Linked DNA regions of Mus musculus: region 2 is linked to region 1. Evidence: chromatin contacts called from public HiChIP or PLAC-seq data. All regions are on one chromosome and are shown on one strand. Each heading gives the region's core, a stretch centred on a gene start, on an enhancer-like site or on the middle of the called end of the contact. The rest is flanking DNA. Distances are from core to core; before and after follow the strand shown. Region 1 has its middle 67 kb from the start of Gm30366. Region 2 has its middle 82 kb from the start of Gm11186.

Evidence for each region. HiChIP or PLAC-seq counts read pairs in DNA pulled down with a chosen protein or histone mark.
Region 2: an H3K27ac HiChIP or PLAC-seq map of embryonic stem cells shows a contact between it and region 1, with 8 times the contacts expected there. The contact joins two enhancer-like sites. A contact is called at or near these places in 1 of 484 Hi-C or Micro-C datasets (nephron progenitors), 3 of 115 datasets of contacts at active chromatin or transcription factors (astrocytes and embryonic stem cells) and 1 of 9 other capture datasets (embryonic stem cells).

The regions. Positions count from the first base shown.
Region 1 is chr11:52,510,638-52,514,941 of GRCm38.p6, reverse strand. No RefSeq gene overlaps it. Among named protein-coding and RNA genes, the nearest start is that of Gm30366, 67 kb to the left of the region's middle. Within about 2 kb of position 2,776, at least 4 of the 459 cell types and tissues checked have an H3K27ac peak or open chromatin away from gene starts, as enhancers often do. A contact at or near this core is called in embryonic stem cells, where this site is marked.
Region 2 is chr11:53,199,488-53,204,237 of GRCm38.p6, reverse strand. It overlaps the pseudogene Gm11189. Among named protein-coding and RNA genes, the nearest start is that of Gm11186, 82 kb to the right of the region's middle. Within about 2 kb of position 1,762, at least 4 of the 459 cell types and tissues checked have an H3K27ac peak or open chromatin away from gene starts, as enhancers often do. A contact at or near this core is called in embryonic stem cells, where this site is marked.

The DNA of each region.
Region 1 (4,304 bases), core at 1,527-4,026:
ATGCAAAACACCAATGCATTTATTTTAAAAATAAATCAGCATCTTTTAAATCCTTAAAAAACCGAAGATCCCAGTAACTCTCCAACCAACAGTCAGAGACCAAGTCTCCGCAGTCCCTGCTCCGCAGTCCTCCCCCTCCTCTCCTCCTCCCCACTCCTGCCTTTCTCCTCTTCTTTTGACACAGGACATCAGGTAGCCCAGGCTGACCTCAAATTTGCTGTGTACTCCAGAATGACCTTGTCCCCAATCCTCCTGCCTCCACCTTCTAAGTGCTACAATTGCATGTATGACCAGGACCTTGCATGCTAGTCAAGCACTCCACCAAATGAGTGACATCTCAGCTTCCTGACTCTCCATAGTAACCGCCTCTCCAGTGTTTGCTCAACCGCTGACTGAAAGAATGGGATCTCTGGTCTATCACTTTCAGCTTTACAATTACTAGTTACATTGTATAAATGAGTAAACACTGCTACATTCAAAACAAGAAGGTGTTGGCAGGAAAGTGATCTACAAGGTGTGTTACTTGTTAAGATATGCAAGTTGCAAATAATTGTATACTGTATCGGTTACTTTGTTCTTGCTGGGATAAAACACTACGACCAAGACACCTCTAGAAGGAAGGGTTTCTTGGGGGCATACAGTTTGAAGGAGCATAGAAGCAGGATCAACTGAGAGCTCACATCTCAAAAACTGTAAGCAGGAAGCAGAGAGGACCCACTGGAAATTGTGTGAGGCTTTTTAGGTTTGTTTTGTTTTGTTTTGTTTTTGTTGGGTTTTTTTTTTTGAAACCTGAAACCCCATCCCTCCTCCAATAAGATCACACCTCCTAATCCTTCCCAAACAGTTCTACCAACTAGGGATGAAGTATTCAAATATATGAGCCTATGGGAGATATTTTTATTCAAACCATATTACTATATTCAAACACCTCACACCACACACACATACACACACACACACACACACACACACACACACAGTATGTAGGTGTAAAAATTTTTACTGGTTATCTTTGTATTGCTGGGATAAAACACAGAAGTGACTTATAAAAGAAGGAGTTTATTTTTGTTCATGGTTCCAATGGGACAAGAATCCATCATGGCTACAAAATGTAGCAACAAGCACTGGGCACAGAGACTAGAGCAGGAAACTGAGACCTCACCTCCTTAGCCACAAGTGTGAAGCAGAGAATGAACCAGAAATGGTGAAAGGCTTTAAACACTCAAAGTTCTCCTTCAGCAGCATTCTTCCTCCAACAAGGCCATATAGCTCCAAGACCTCCCTAAGCAAAGCCATCAAATGGGAACCAAGGTTCAAATGCCTGGGGGACATTTGGGGGGGACTTTTTTTTAACTACCATAAAATTGATTAATATCAAGCTGGAAATTATGAAAGAGCTTCATTTGAGGCCTTAGGAGTTGCAGATCAGGAGACACGGATTTGGCAAAATGAAGGTGTATGTCATGAAGAGAACAAAGGTCTCAGGTTTAGGAAAGAGCAAAATTCTATGCTGGCTATTATGGGCTAGGGTAGAAGTCTATGCATCTATAGCTGATGAGTTAAATTGAGATGACAGCTGCAGGCAACTCAGAGGCAAAGTCTTCACTGCCAGCCTACCAGACTCTTAAAATGTTCTAGCTCTGACCAAAGTTATTCCATGAGTTCTTTAAACCCTTGAGAAAAAGACTGAAATAAGCTTTTATTATATGGCTTCTGGGGGATCAAACTTGGGTCTTTGTGCTTGCATGACAAGCACTTTACCGATTGTCCCATCTCCCCATGGCTCTTCTCAGTTACCTTTAGCTCAAAATATATCTTACACCAAAGAGGCACATGGATGGACATCACCTTCTGCTGCTTCACAGTACAGCACAGAAATCAAGAATGTAGGATCAGGAACAGCCTGACCAGGCTCTAAGCCTGGCTGTGTGACCTTATACCAGGCGTGTCCATCTTGGGATCCTGCAGAGTATTATCACACATACATACATACACACACACACACACACACACACACACACACACGCACACAGGCACGCATGCACGCACACACACATGCACACACATACACACATACACGCGCACACACCCACACACACGCACATATACACACACTCATTCCCACATGTATACATGTGGGAAAGTCAGCCTGGCTCTTAAGGAAGAGCTCCTAAGTAAGGCCATAACACCCTCTAAGTTGGGAGTTCTAGCCTCATCCATGCCCCTGTAAAGTTTTTCTTTTCTCACTTGCTGGTAAGACAGAGTTAAAGCTAAAAATAAAAATAAAAATAAAAATAAAAATAAAAAAATGCTGCTGGACACTGTCCTGGCCTCATCTCCACATCCTATCAAGTCCTGAGCCTTGGGTAACCCAAATGCCAAGTCCAGACACTGCTGTGAGTCTGAATCCTGCCCCCACCCTGACCCTTCCTGAGCTGACCCCTAGAGCCTCTGCCCCCTCCCACTGTCACATGAAGGCTCTGTAGCCTCACATCCCCAGGCCTGTATGCTGCCTCCCTTCCTGAGGGAGGCAGAACTAAGGGACCTATGGCAGAAGACAAGTCAATCATTTCACAGGCTGTGCCTTTCAGAACACTGTCCAGTCTGATCCCAGGCGGGCCCCAGTTCCCTCAAAACCTCTGCTAGCATGCCTATGTTGCTCACAGTCCCCACCTTGGCTCTAGGCCAAGTGGCAGTGCCCCTCCCCCTGTGGGCAGATCCCCTGAGGCTGCCACCCACCTAGCTGGGAACCAAGCTTCCCGCGGTGCCACCACATTTCAGAGGCCACAGGTGGCCACTCACCTTTTCTCCCTCTCTTTAAACCACTCCACACAAAGCCGCTTTTATCTGGTTCAAAAAACACACCTTAAAAGCTTTAAAAGTCTTTGCAGTGGTTTTCTCCTGTTCTGGTCTCTTTCAGATGATAATAGTTTTAATTATAACAATCATTATAGCATAATACCTTTAATTTAGGCAATCAGCTCCATTCAGAGTATTCAAATAGAGGAGGCTGAGGGTGTGGAACTGAGGCTTGCTAGGTATTGGTCCCAGAACAGAAGCTCCTGAGCACAGCAGGTACCAGCTGCTTCCTGGAGGCAGAGTGCCTCGGTCTAGAAGTGCCTGGGCCACCCCACCCCACCCCCTCACCTCCCAAGAACAGACCTCCAGGGAACCCTCCAGGAATTCCAAAACAGTAACCTCCAGGACCTCTACAGAATAGCCATATAGGCCTCCTCCCTGATACCCAGAGATTTCACATTCTCGGTCGTCTCCTATCAGGCTCTATGCAAACCTTGCACAAGATGCTTGAATATGCCATCTGCAGCTAGCCCAGCCACACCCTCTCCTTACCCATAAGCTGCAACTGGGGCTGATGAGAAGATTCAGCAGATAAAGGTGCCTGCCACCATACCTAAAGACCTAAGTTCAATCCCCAGGACCTACAAGGCAGAGGAGCAAATCAACTCCCATAAGCAGTCCTCTGACTTCCCCTCACATACTGTGGTAAGCACCCTCCCACGTACAATAAATAAGAGACTGTAGTTAAAGAAAGAACTGTCATGCCAATCAGGTACCAGCTGGCACTGATAATCTTTCATGGCAGTCGAATAAGAATAGTCCCCACAGGTTCATGTATTTGAATGCTTGATCACCAGGGAGTGGCACTACTTAAGAGGGATTAAGAGGTGTGGCTTTGCTGGAGGAAGTGTGTCACTGGGGGTGGGCTTTGGGGATTTTTAGAAGCCCAAGCCAGACTCAATGTCTCTCTCTTCCTGCTGCCTGCAGATCTGGATGTAGAACTCTCAGCTCCTTCTCCAGCACCATGTCTGCCTGCATGCTACCATGCTTCCCACCATAATGATAATGGACTAAATCTCTGAAACTGTAAACCAGCCGCAATTAAATGCTTTCTTTATAAAAGTTGTCTTGGTCATGGTGTCTCTTCATAGCAATAAAACAATGACTAAGATACCATGTTAGTAGGTTGACCAGTTGTCCCAATAAATCTGCTATTTCAGTTTTAGCTCAGGTGTTTTTGGAAGACCCAGTCAAACCAAGATATTTGGTCAGGTTATTTTCAGGACACAGACATTCAGCTATGACCCAAACCTTCTCCTAAGCTGATCAAGGTAGGGAACAAGAGAGGATTTAACAGCCTATCAGATGCTAATAAGGTTATCTTAGTGTTTCAAGGATGCTAAAACAAGTTACCATAAACAGGGTAACTTGGTAATGGGGTAATGGCCCAGCTGGTAACATGCTTTTCTCCTGAGTCCACTTCTCCAGAACTCACATTTAACAAA
Region 2 (4,750 bases), core at 513-3,012, 690 kb before region 1:
CACTGTAGGTGTCTTCAGACACTCCAGAAGAGGGCATCAGATCTCATTACAGATGGCTGTGAGCCATCATGTGGGTGCTAGGATTTGAACTCAGGACCTTCTGAAGAACAGTCAGTGCTCTTAACCACTGAGCCATCTCTCTAGCCCCCCTGATTTTTATTATATTGCCTAATGTACTATTTGGGCATTGCTTGTTCTTACTTTTCCAAGGTTTTCAGGCACATCATTAAGTTATTAGATTGATGTCTGTCACAATTCAAGTTGTGTGTGTGTGTGTGTTTGTGGCACAGCATATATGTAGAGGTTAGAGGACAACCAACAGGAGTTGGTTCTCCTTTACCATGCAAGTTCTGGGAGTTGAACTCAGGTCATCAGGATTCGAAATAACATCCTTTACCTGCTGAACAGAATCATCTTACCTGTCTTCAATTATTATTACTTAACTATGTATCCCTGGCTGGCCTGGAACTTGCTATGTAGATCATAGTGGCTATGCACTCTCAGGGACCCTCCTTCCTCTGCCTCCCAAGTGCCAAGAAGAAAGGTGTGTGCTACTAAACACCTCAACTTTTTTGATGTAAACACTTTGGTATTCTATGTTTTCAATTTTATTCAATTCTACGAAGCTTTGCATTTCTTTCTTGATTTCTTCCTTGATCTCTGTTAACATTGTTCAGATTTCATGAGTTTGAACATTTTCTATTGCTACTGAAATCCAGCTTTATTCCATGGTGATCAGCTAGAATGCAGATGTTATTTCAGTTTCCTGTATTTGGTGAGACTTGCTTTGTGCCCTAATATACAGTTGATTTTGGAGAAGGTTCCACGGGTTACTGAGAAGAATGTGTATACATTACTGTTTGGATGGGATGTTCTGTAGACACCTGTAAGGTCCATTTGGTCTGTGATATTATTTTATTCCAGAGTTTTCTGCTCAGTTTTTCCTCACATGTCTTGTCCATTGGTCTATGTCTCCCAAACTGGAGAATCAAAGTCACTGCCATCACTGTGTTGTGGTTAATCTATGGTTGCCGTCCTGTATGGCTTGGAAGGGATGGTGTGGCATGTTTTCCTATTCCTGGAACAGAGCCAGCATGGTGTGGGTTCTACCTCCTGTGTTGATGGTTGCTGGGCATGAGGCATGCATATATATAAAATGCCTGCCAAGGTTATTGGGGAATGTCCTCTATGTCAAGGTTAATGACTCCATGATAATCAGAGAGAGCATGAGTCAAAGAGGTGAGGGTGTGTCTATGTCCTTAGCAAAAATGGTAAATGTTGTGATCTTCAGGGCAATCCTTAAGGCTGTGGGAAAGAACTCTAAAAACATGAGCTCAAAATATATAAACAGGATTTCTTAACTTTGTAAAAATATAAGGATGTAATATGAATTATATGAGGGTCTTCATGGGTCTTAAAGAACAGAGGCAGGTGTGCTATGAGCCAGCTTGTCAGAAAGATACAAAAACAGGTAGATACAAAAGAAAGCAGATTCCTGAGCTCAAGGTCAGCCTGGGACAGAGCTAGTTTAGGTCCAGGTATGTTGGGAATGGTAATCTCAGGATGTGATCACACCTTGCTCGCTTATTGTCTGTGTTTTCAAAGGGAGGGAGATGATACAAATGAATTCATTTGTAATGTTAAAATTTTTTGCTTGCTGTCTTTTTCTAAGAATAATGGGGCTGGGGAAATGGAATGCTGATTCCTGGGATAATCAAAAGGAAAACTGGAGTAAATAACTGGATTGATATGTAAATTAAATACTGGGCTTTGTTCTGTGAAACTTGAGCAGTCTGGTGATCTCCAGAGAAAGCTGTCTCAAGCAGCACACAGCTCGTACCCAAGACTGGCTTTGAGTATTACTACTACTACTACTACTATTATTTTGCTGCTCTCAAATACCATTTCTCTCAGGAACCCCTCTCCCAGCGGAGGCTGGTCCTTGGCATATGGTTTTAGATATAATATCATTTCTTTTTTAAAACTAGGTGCCTCTCTTTTTTGGTGTATGTATGTTTAGGATTATAATATCCAGTTGGTGGATTTTTCCTTTAATGAATTTAAAGAGTCCCTCTTTACTTCTTCTTTTCTTTCTTTCTTTTTCTTTTTTTAAAAGATTTATTTTTACTTTATGTATATGAGCACACTGTAGCTGTCTTTAGACTCACCAGAAGAGGGCATCAGATCTCATTACAGATGGTTGTGAGCCACCATGTGGTTGCTGGGAATTGAACTCAGGACCTCTGGAAGAGCAGTTGGTAATCTTTTTTTTTTTTTTTTTTTTTTGATGTGTTTAATTCCTCATTCTTTATTCCTTGTATCAGTAGATTAAAGAGCTAGTATTTCCCCAAGTACTGATTTAGATGTTAAAAGCACCAGTAAGTTTCAGAGTAACATTCAGTAACCTCTTTAAATGCAATTATCCTTATTATAAGCTAAGCAGAATAATAATTTAATACCGTAAGTGAACTACACACAAAGCCTGAACCACAAAAATGGTTTGCACAGCCACATTCAGATTTAATCAACTCTCCGTTCTCACAATGAAAGTACTTACATTTCCGTCACTAGAGCACAGCCAGAAACACCTGGGCTGGCATCGGCTCTATAAGCCCTGCCGTTCCCACTACTGAGGCATTTGTATTGGAAGCTTTACAGTCATCAAGGAAGACGAGGACTGCTAACACTTAGCAAATATTAGTTTCTTTTAAAAAAAAGTGTTCTTTAGAAAAGAATATTAAAAACAAATGATCTATTAAGTCAAGAATTTCGTTTCTTAAAAACCCCCACAAGCCAGCTCATTCTCTTTAATAACTCCCCCACCACTGTCCTCTAAAGCCTTGAGATACACAGAGCACAGCCTCACCATTTATAAAATCAAAGGACGTTCAGATTGTATACTATGCAGCAATGGTATACAGCTTGGAATACACACGTCTACCAGAAGAATACATACTACTTCCACCCTTTCGGGTGGAACCACATGGTTTGCAATGCTTTAACTTAGGAGTTATTAAAGCCAGGAAGCAATTCAGATATGGTCAGATAAAGACAGGCAACGGGAGGCTCGAGTTGAAGACCTCTTTCATTGCATACCGAGCTATCATGTTACTGCAGACAACAACTTCAATGTATGGCTTCCACAGAAAATACCAAAATCTCAGGAAGTACGAACGGTGTCAAGATCCATAGTTGGCTTCGTCAAAAGCTTTTCTAGCCCGTTTCAATTCTTCATTCATAGTTAGTAAGTCTTTAACTCTAGCAAACTTCCTTGGATCCTTTCGAATTAGGAAGACAATATCTTCAACTTGCACTCGACCTTGTCTTCCAATCGACATTGCCTTGTGAGTCATTTCAGTGATGAACTCTATGACAAGGTCTTCGAGAATGTCCACGGACTCTGTATAAGGATTCTGGTCGTCCCCAAACCCATACATCATACAGTGCAATTCTTTTGAGAAAAGTCTCTTTCTCTTCCCCTGGCCACCTTCCGCTCCTCCTCCAATTTCTTCATTCTCCTCCTCAAAGGTGGGGTCTTCCTCCTCATCTGCCATGCTAGCTGCTCGCCAGCCTTCTGACGCAGTTGGTAATCTTAACCACTGAGCCATCTCTCCAGCCCCATCTTTACTTTTTCTGATTCATTTTGGCTTGAAGTCTATTTGTCAGGTACTGGAATAATTATGTCTGTTTGGTTTTTAGTTCCCTTTGTTTGGGATAACTTTCCCCAGCTTCTTACCATAAGGTGACATCTATCATTGATGGGGAGGTATGTTTCTTGGAGGCAGTAAAAAGATGGATACTGTTTTCAAACTCTCTTCCTTTCCTTTTTCTTTTTCCTTTTCTTTTCTCTTTCCCTTTCTCTCTCTCTTTTTTCCTTCCTTCCTTCCTTCCTTCCTTCCTTCCTTCCTTCCTTCCTTCCTTCCTTCCTTCCTAGGAACTATTCTTGGCAGAGCCAGAAATGGCCTGGAAGTGGTGGCTTCTGATTTTCCCACCCCAAGGGGCTGTGGTTATCAGTCTAAGGCTGCTGAGTGCTCAGTCTGTGGTGCACTGGAGAGAGCTTTTGTTCCCTTGTGGCTTGGTTAGCTTCCTGCTGACTTTATCCCGTTGTATGGTAGCTTGTGGCTGACACGGTCTCATTTCTCACATAGAAGTTGTATATAAGATGCTGTACTTCTTTTTGGGGGGGGGCAGGGTTTGAGACAGGGTTTCTTTGTTTAGCCTTGGCTGTCCTGTAACTCACTTTGTAGACCAGGTTGGCCTTGAACTCAGAAATCCGCCTGCCTCTGCCTCCCGAGTGCTGGGATTAAAGGCATGCGCCACCATGCCCTGCTGATGCTGTACTTCTTAACAAGCTTGTTTGGCATAAGACTTAGCTTATGTAAAACCTCCTGACCCCAGATTTCCTATCTTCTTTATTTTCTCTTCTCCCGCCTTTTCCCTGCTACTGAAGAACAACCTGCTGGTCTAGGTCTTGTGAGAACAAAATTAAAATTTTGTTAATACCTTTTCTGCATCTCTTGAGATGCTCATATGCTTTTTTCCCTTTTGTCTGATAATGTGGCAAATCACCCCACCCCACCCCATATTAAATCATTTTACAACTCAGGGATTAATCTGACTTAGTCACAATGTACTAAATTGCTGGATTCAGTTTGTTGGTATTTTCGTCAGAATATTGTCATGTATTTTTTAAGTGTAATAGGCTTATGATTATTCCTCTTTTCTTGGGATGTTTTGTTGGGTTTAGGTT